Linked DNA regions of Macaca mulatta: region 1 is linked to region 2. Evidence: chromatin contacts called from public Hi-C data. All regions are on one chromosome and are shown on one strand. Each heading gives the region's core, a stretch centred on a gene start, on an enhancer-like site or on the middle of the called end of the contact. The rest is flanking DNA. Distances are from core to core; before and after follow the strand shown. Region 1 holds the start of S100PBP (S100P binding protein). Region 2 holds the start of FNDC5 (fibronectin type III domain containing 5).

Region 1 (2,700 bases), core at 123-2,622, 56 kb before region 2:
CTGTGGCCCAAGTGATGTATCAACTGCTCTTTGAAGAAAGCACAATTTAAAATTGAACAGAATAAGGCCTGCAAGGCGCCCGTGACTTGGACCCTGCCTACCTCTCCTAAACAAATAAACAAATAAAATGTATAGCATGTAGAAATAACAACAGAAAAAAAAAGGCAGAGCAAGGGATGGGGCAGTTCTGGTGCCAGAGGGTTTGTTATTTAAATAAAGTGGTCGGAAATCATGCCTCCCTGATAAGGTGACAATAGAAGCCTGAAAAAGTTAAGGGAATAAGCAACACAAATATTTAAGTACTTCCGCATAACTTTGCTCACTCCACTCCAGCTAAATTAGCCACAATTTCTGTTCCCTCCATCTGAAATGCTCTCCCTCGTCATTCTTCCATTCTTCCTCTGGTTAACTTCTACTCCCGTATTTCTTGGTAACAATCGGAACATATGAGGAGGGGGGATCCACTATCTTCAAGGCGCAGTTTAGAGGTCACTTCCTCAGGGAAGGCTTCCCTTCTCTTTTTCCTTTTAAAGCTCCCAGTATAGCATCTTCCAGTACTTACTTGAACCGTAATGGGTCATTTTTAACGTCTGATCCCCTTCAGACAAGCTCTGGCTTGACGTATCCCCAGCGACTAAGCTCCAGGTCTGGCACTTAATAGGGTGGTGGAGTGGGAGTCCTGGATTCAAAGCTTGGCTCCAACACAAGGTAACTGGACGGAAGAGATGAGCCCGCTGTGCTTTCTGTGGAACCCAGGTAAGGGCTGCTTGATTGACTGACCGACCAGCAGTGAGATCTACAGCCTTTCTCAGAGCTGCCCCAGCGCCGAGACCCCGGCCCCACATACTTAGAACCCCGTAATGGGGCTCAAAATCACTGAACCTCGGGCTCCTAGTCCCCAACGGCGCATTTCCGACCCCCAGGCCTGACCTGCAGGTTCCGGGTGATAAGGTGCAGTTTCTCTTCAGGGCTGGGAGCGTCCCCCATGGCTCCGCTACCCCTGCTTCCCCTGCTCAGCCCGGCACCAGAGCCCCTTCCTGGGTCACCGTCGCCGCCGCGTACCGGGAACTGTCACGCGAGTCCAGCCAGGTTGCATCAGCTGGGCTCGGCGCTCCGCTTGCTCGGCCTGGACCCCTCCCCGCCCGGCAGTAGCTGGAAAAAGTGAGGAGCAGCGGAGAGTCGAGCAGGTCGATGAGACGGGAAAAGGTGGAGCCGGCGGGCACGGTAGGCGGTGCGGAGGGCGGGGCTGAAGCGCCTGCGCGGGGCACAACCCTCCTAGAGGCGGGACGGTTTCCTGCCAATCACTGCTGGTTTGCCCTCCCCCTGGCGTTGGCCCGGCTGACTCGGGGTGGGGGAGGTCGGGGAGGGGGCGATAAAATGGCGCAGGGGGCGGAGTGAGGCGCAGTCGTTCGCCCAGGCTTTGGCCCGGCTTCCGGAGGTGAAGAGCGGGAGGGAAAAGGGGGTCGGCGTTACCCGGCTTGGAGGGGGATGGGGGCGCCTGTTGCTTCTCCAGGGGGTTGCGCACGCCGTCCGCCCCTTGGAGGGATTGGGAGGCCCACGCCCTGCGGCGAGAAGCATTCTAGCTCCTGAGGTGATGGCGAGGGAATGTCCCTGCCCCCCACCTCCAAGTCGGCAGGCGACAGATGCCCCTCACCCCGCTGAGGAAAAGGGAAGCTCCCTGGTCGTCTGAGAGTCGGGGAGCGCCGTCTGCAGTCCCTGCCCAGTGGGGGTGGGGGCCGCCTCTGTCCCGACCGGCTCGGCGGGAGGCTGTTGCTGGCGGGAAGATAGCCGCGGGCTTTTCTGCCGCGTCTCGCGGGTGGGGGCAGGAAGAGGACGGCCCACTCCCCGGGGAGATCTGAGGACGGTGGTTCCCGGGAGAGGAGCGCAAAGCCCAGGCCTGCTGAGGGGGGCGGGTGTGCCCCTACTGGGGGAGGGGCGGGGAGAAAACCCTCGCTTCTCCCGCTTTCCGCCGGGAGGCGGGAATTCGCGGTGTCTCCGGAGGAGGGAGATGCAAAGGGCCTTCCTGGAGGGCGACACCGTCCCGGGCCGTTGCATTTGTGAGAGAGAGCCAAGGCAGTATCCTCCAAAGGTTGGGCCTGGGCCATCCTTTCTCCGGGTCCTCAAGGGCTGGAGACGGCGTCACCAGTTACTTCTAGGGCAAGAGGGAAAGCAGCACCTCGGTGGGTCCTGGAAAGGTCCTAGAAGTGGTTGAATTGCCCACCGCCTGCCCTAACCTGATCTCCAGTGTTTTGTGTATTCGTTAGGGACTCCAAGCTCTAGCAGACCTGCCTGAAGTGTTTTAAAGCACATTTTTTTTTTTAAAGAAACCTGTTGCTGCAGCTTAGCAAATCTGTTTTCTGTGCCCATGTGGGAGGAGAATCCTGGCACTCTCATCTAGTGAAATGTTACCTAAAGCAAAGATTTGCAGCCCTGGGTTGTTTTTTCCGTCCTGCGGTGTTTTTAGTTACTTCGAAGGAATTTGCAAAACTGTTACAGATAATTTGAGTTCATTTTGATTTTTTGTAAATGTTGTGTGTATTTTATGGAGTGATAACAAAGCTTGCTGAGTGCGTTTTGTGCTGTGTGCTTCCCATGTATTGCATTTGGGAAAGGTTGGAAATCAAAGGCCAGCGGGAGGTCTTGTCCATTGGAAATAATCTCTGCCCTTGGCTGTACCTGTCAGACCCTGCTTGGTAATGG
Region 2 (2,700 bases), core at 45-2,544:
TGAGAGGTGGCAGGAGAAGATGGGGTCACTCAGAGCAGTGACCCTCCATGGCGAGTGGAGAGGAGAGAACAGGTAGGGGAAGAGGATCAATGAGGAATCACTCCAAGAGACAGGAGGTAAGTGGGGGTGAGAGTGATGAGAATAGTGGGGGTCAGTGAGGAAAACCATCCAGGAGAGGGGCAGTGCAGTCACACAAGCCTCTATCTTCCAAGGGGCAGGTGCAGCATGGAGCAGAGCTGGGCCTCAGCAGTACCCCTCGCCCCACAGAGAGTGAACTTGAGGCCCAGGGAGCTGGGCCTGGCACCTGAGGGAGACAGAGCCAGACATGGAGAGGGAGGTGGAGAGACAGGACACAGACAGGTGGCGGCAGACACAGAACCAGAGGACAGAGAAGTGGGGCATCTGAGAAAGACAGATGCGAGAGAGCGTGCCCCGAACCACGGAGGGAGAGATGAGCCGGGCAGCGGCAGCCAGGAGGGACAAAGACAGAGTGGTAGGAGAGGCTGGGCAAGGACGTGCCGGCCCCATGGGGCAGGTCAGACACTGCACCAGCTCGGGTGCTGGGGCCCACCCCACGCTCTGCACTGCGCCCTCAGGTGCCAGCCCCCATCCCCTTCACACGTGCTCCTGTACAGCGGGACCCCATCTGCCCCTGCAGAGTTGGCCAGCAGGGCTTTGAGAGATGTTGGGGACACGGAGAGAGGCCCAAGGTGGGAGAACTGGTGTCCTCAGCTGCTCCCTGGGCCAAAGAAGGGAGCTAGGGAAGCTGAGGCAAAGACCTGGGGCTAGGGGAATGGGATTAGGGGACTGGGGACCACAAGACCCTAAGAAGCCCAGGGCTGAGGTGACAGGGGAGGTTAGGAAACTGAAGGACAGGTCTGGGGGTCAAGGAGGTAGGGAAGATGCTGGGGGCTGGGTTAGGGGAGCAGTGTTTCGGCCGAGACAGGAGATCCCTAGGGGGCAGGGAAAGGACCAGGGGACTCCCAGGTAGAGGAGTCTGCCCCGGCGCCGGCCCGCCGGTCCCCCGCCCCGGGCCCCCTTACCCGCCTGCACCAGCGCGAAGCAGACGCAGCCCAGCCACAGGCGGAGCGCGGCGCGGGCGCGGGGCGGCCAGGCGCTCGGCGGCCGGGGGTGCATGGTGGCTCCTCCGGCCGGCAGGCCCGGGGCGGCGCAGGGGGACGTGGCTCCGGCGCCCGGCGGCCGCTCGCGCTCGCGCTCCGGCCCGCGGCCCGGCCGCCCCGGCCGCCCCGCGCCGCCCCGCGCCGCCTGCATGTCGGCTCCGCGGACAGCAACTCCCGCGCGGCGGCGGTGGCGGCGGCCGCGTCCACGTCGGGCGCCCGGGGGGCGGGGCGCCCCCGCTGCGGGGAGAGGCGCGGGGGCGGGGTGAGGACCGGAGGGCGCCCCCACTCCCGCCCCCGCTGCCTATTCGGTCCGCTACCGGGGAGATACGGGCTTCGTGGACCCGCGGCTCCCACCCGTTCACCGAGCGGGAGCCCAGCTGGGTTCTCCGCGCTCCCGCCGCGGTCACTCTCTCGCCTGCACACAGCCCTGACTCGGCTGCCGCTTTCTGCCCTTTCCCAGGGTAGAGGGAGGGCAAGTGCCACGGAGATGCCCGTTTGAGCCGCCACCCCAAAGCGCGCCTCCCATCCCTGGGCCTAGGGATCCCTTCACTCCACTCTAGACCCGAGGCCTATGCAGCTGGGGTAGACGGGAGCAGAGGGGAGAGATCACAGTAAGGCTGGGTTGAGCAAAGAGTGCTAAGTGGACACTAGGGCTTCGTGTTCCAGTGGGGTTGGGAAGAGGCTGCTCTGACTCACTGGACTCAACTCTGTGACGCCAGGCCAGTCCTTTTCCTTCATTTTCATCCCCATAGTGAGGGCAGTAATGAGCGTCTACCAGGGGCCAGATACTATGCTGAGCTTTCTTTGCATTATGTGGCTTAATTCTCAGGGCAACTCTGTAAAGTCATACTCTGTGCACACTTTGCACAAGAGGATCCTGCAGCTTGGACAGGGACTTGTCCAGGGACCCACAGCAGGATTTGAGCACAGGCTGATCTGACTCCCAAAGCTGTGCTTAACTGAACTGTCTCCCCACCCAGAGTGACTTCACCCATCCGGAGATTCCTGAGATTCTAGAATTGGCCGGGGTCAGCTCCTCCCCAGCCAGAAAAGAGTCTGCAGCGATCTCTCTAAGAGCATCTCTGAGAGGGGGAGTGACTGCAGCCCCCCTCCCTCATCCCAGCCAGAGAAACAAAGTGGAGGAGAGGCATGGACCAGGGCTCAGGGCCTTTTTGTCTCAACAAGAACCCCTGAGCCCCCTCCCACGACTATCCGAAATTCCACCATTAGCGGGACTTCCCTTTGGGTCTTAAAGGTTTTCAAGAAGCCCTGGAAGGGCTAATTTTCTTTGGAAAGGGGACATCTTGCAAAGTTCTGCCATAGAAACCTCTCCATCCACCTGGTTTTACATTAAGGAAGTGGGGTCTTGCGATGGGAAGAGCTTGGTGAAAATTCACACAGTGGGTCAAGAGCAGCGATAGACAACCCTCCTCTCCTAATGCCCACCCAGGACTCCTTCGCTGGCCCTGTGTTCCTCCTTGGTCACCTTGGAAGGGGTGAGATGGAAGCGAGCTTAGGGGCTCTTGTTGAGCAGCAGAATTTTCCTGCCCATCCCCTCAGTGCCCCCAGGCCTGCCCCA

What was found. A called contact is a pair of places that touch in the nucleus more often than the background predicts.
Region 1: a contact with region 2 is called in a Hi-C map of fetal cortex germinal zone, with 4 times the contacts expected there. The contact joins the promoter of S100PBP here to the promoter of FNDC5 in region 2. A contact is called at or near these places in 5 of 14 Hi-C or Micro-C datasets (CD4 T cells, cortical neurons, fetal cortex germinal zone and 2 more).

The regions. Positions count from the first base shown.
Region 1 is chr1:208,038,638-208,041,337 of T2T-MMU8v2.0, reverse strand. S100PBP (S100P binding protein) reads left to right here and starts at 1,372. Exons shown (of 7, transcript NM_001266754.1): 1 at 1,372-1,438. It overlaps YARS1 (tyrosyl-tRNA synthetase 1), which reads right to left and starts at 1,123. Exons shown (of 14, transcript XM_028836407.2): 1 at 931-1,123.
Region 2 is chr1:207,982,732-207,985,431 of T2T-MMU8v2.0, reverse strand. It overlaps FNDC5 (fibronectin type III domain containing 5), which reads right to left and starts at 1,294. Exons shown (of 6, transcript NM_001436077.1): 1 at 1,044-1,294. The coding sequence starts at 1,137.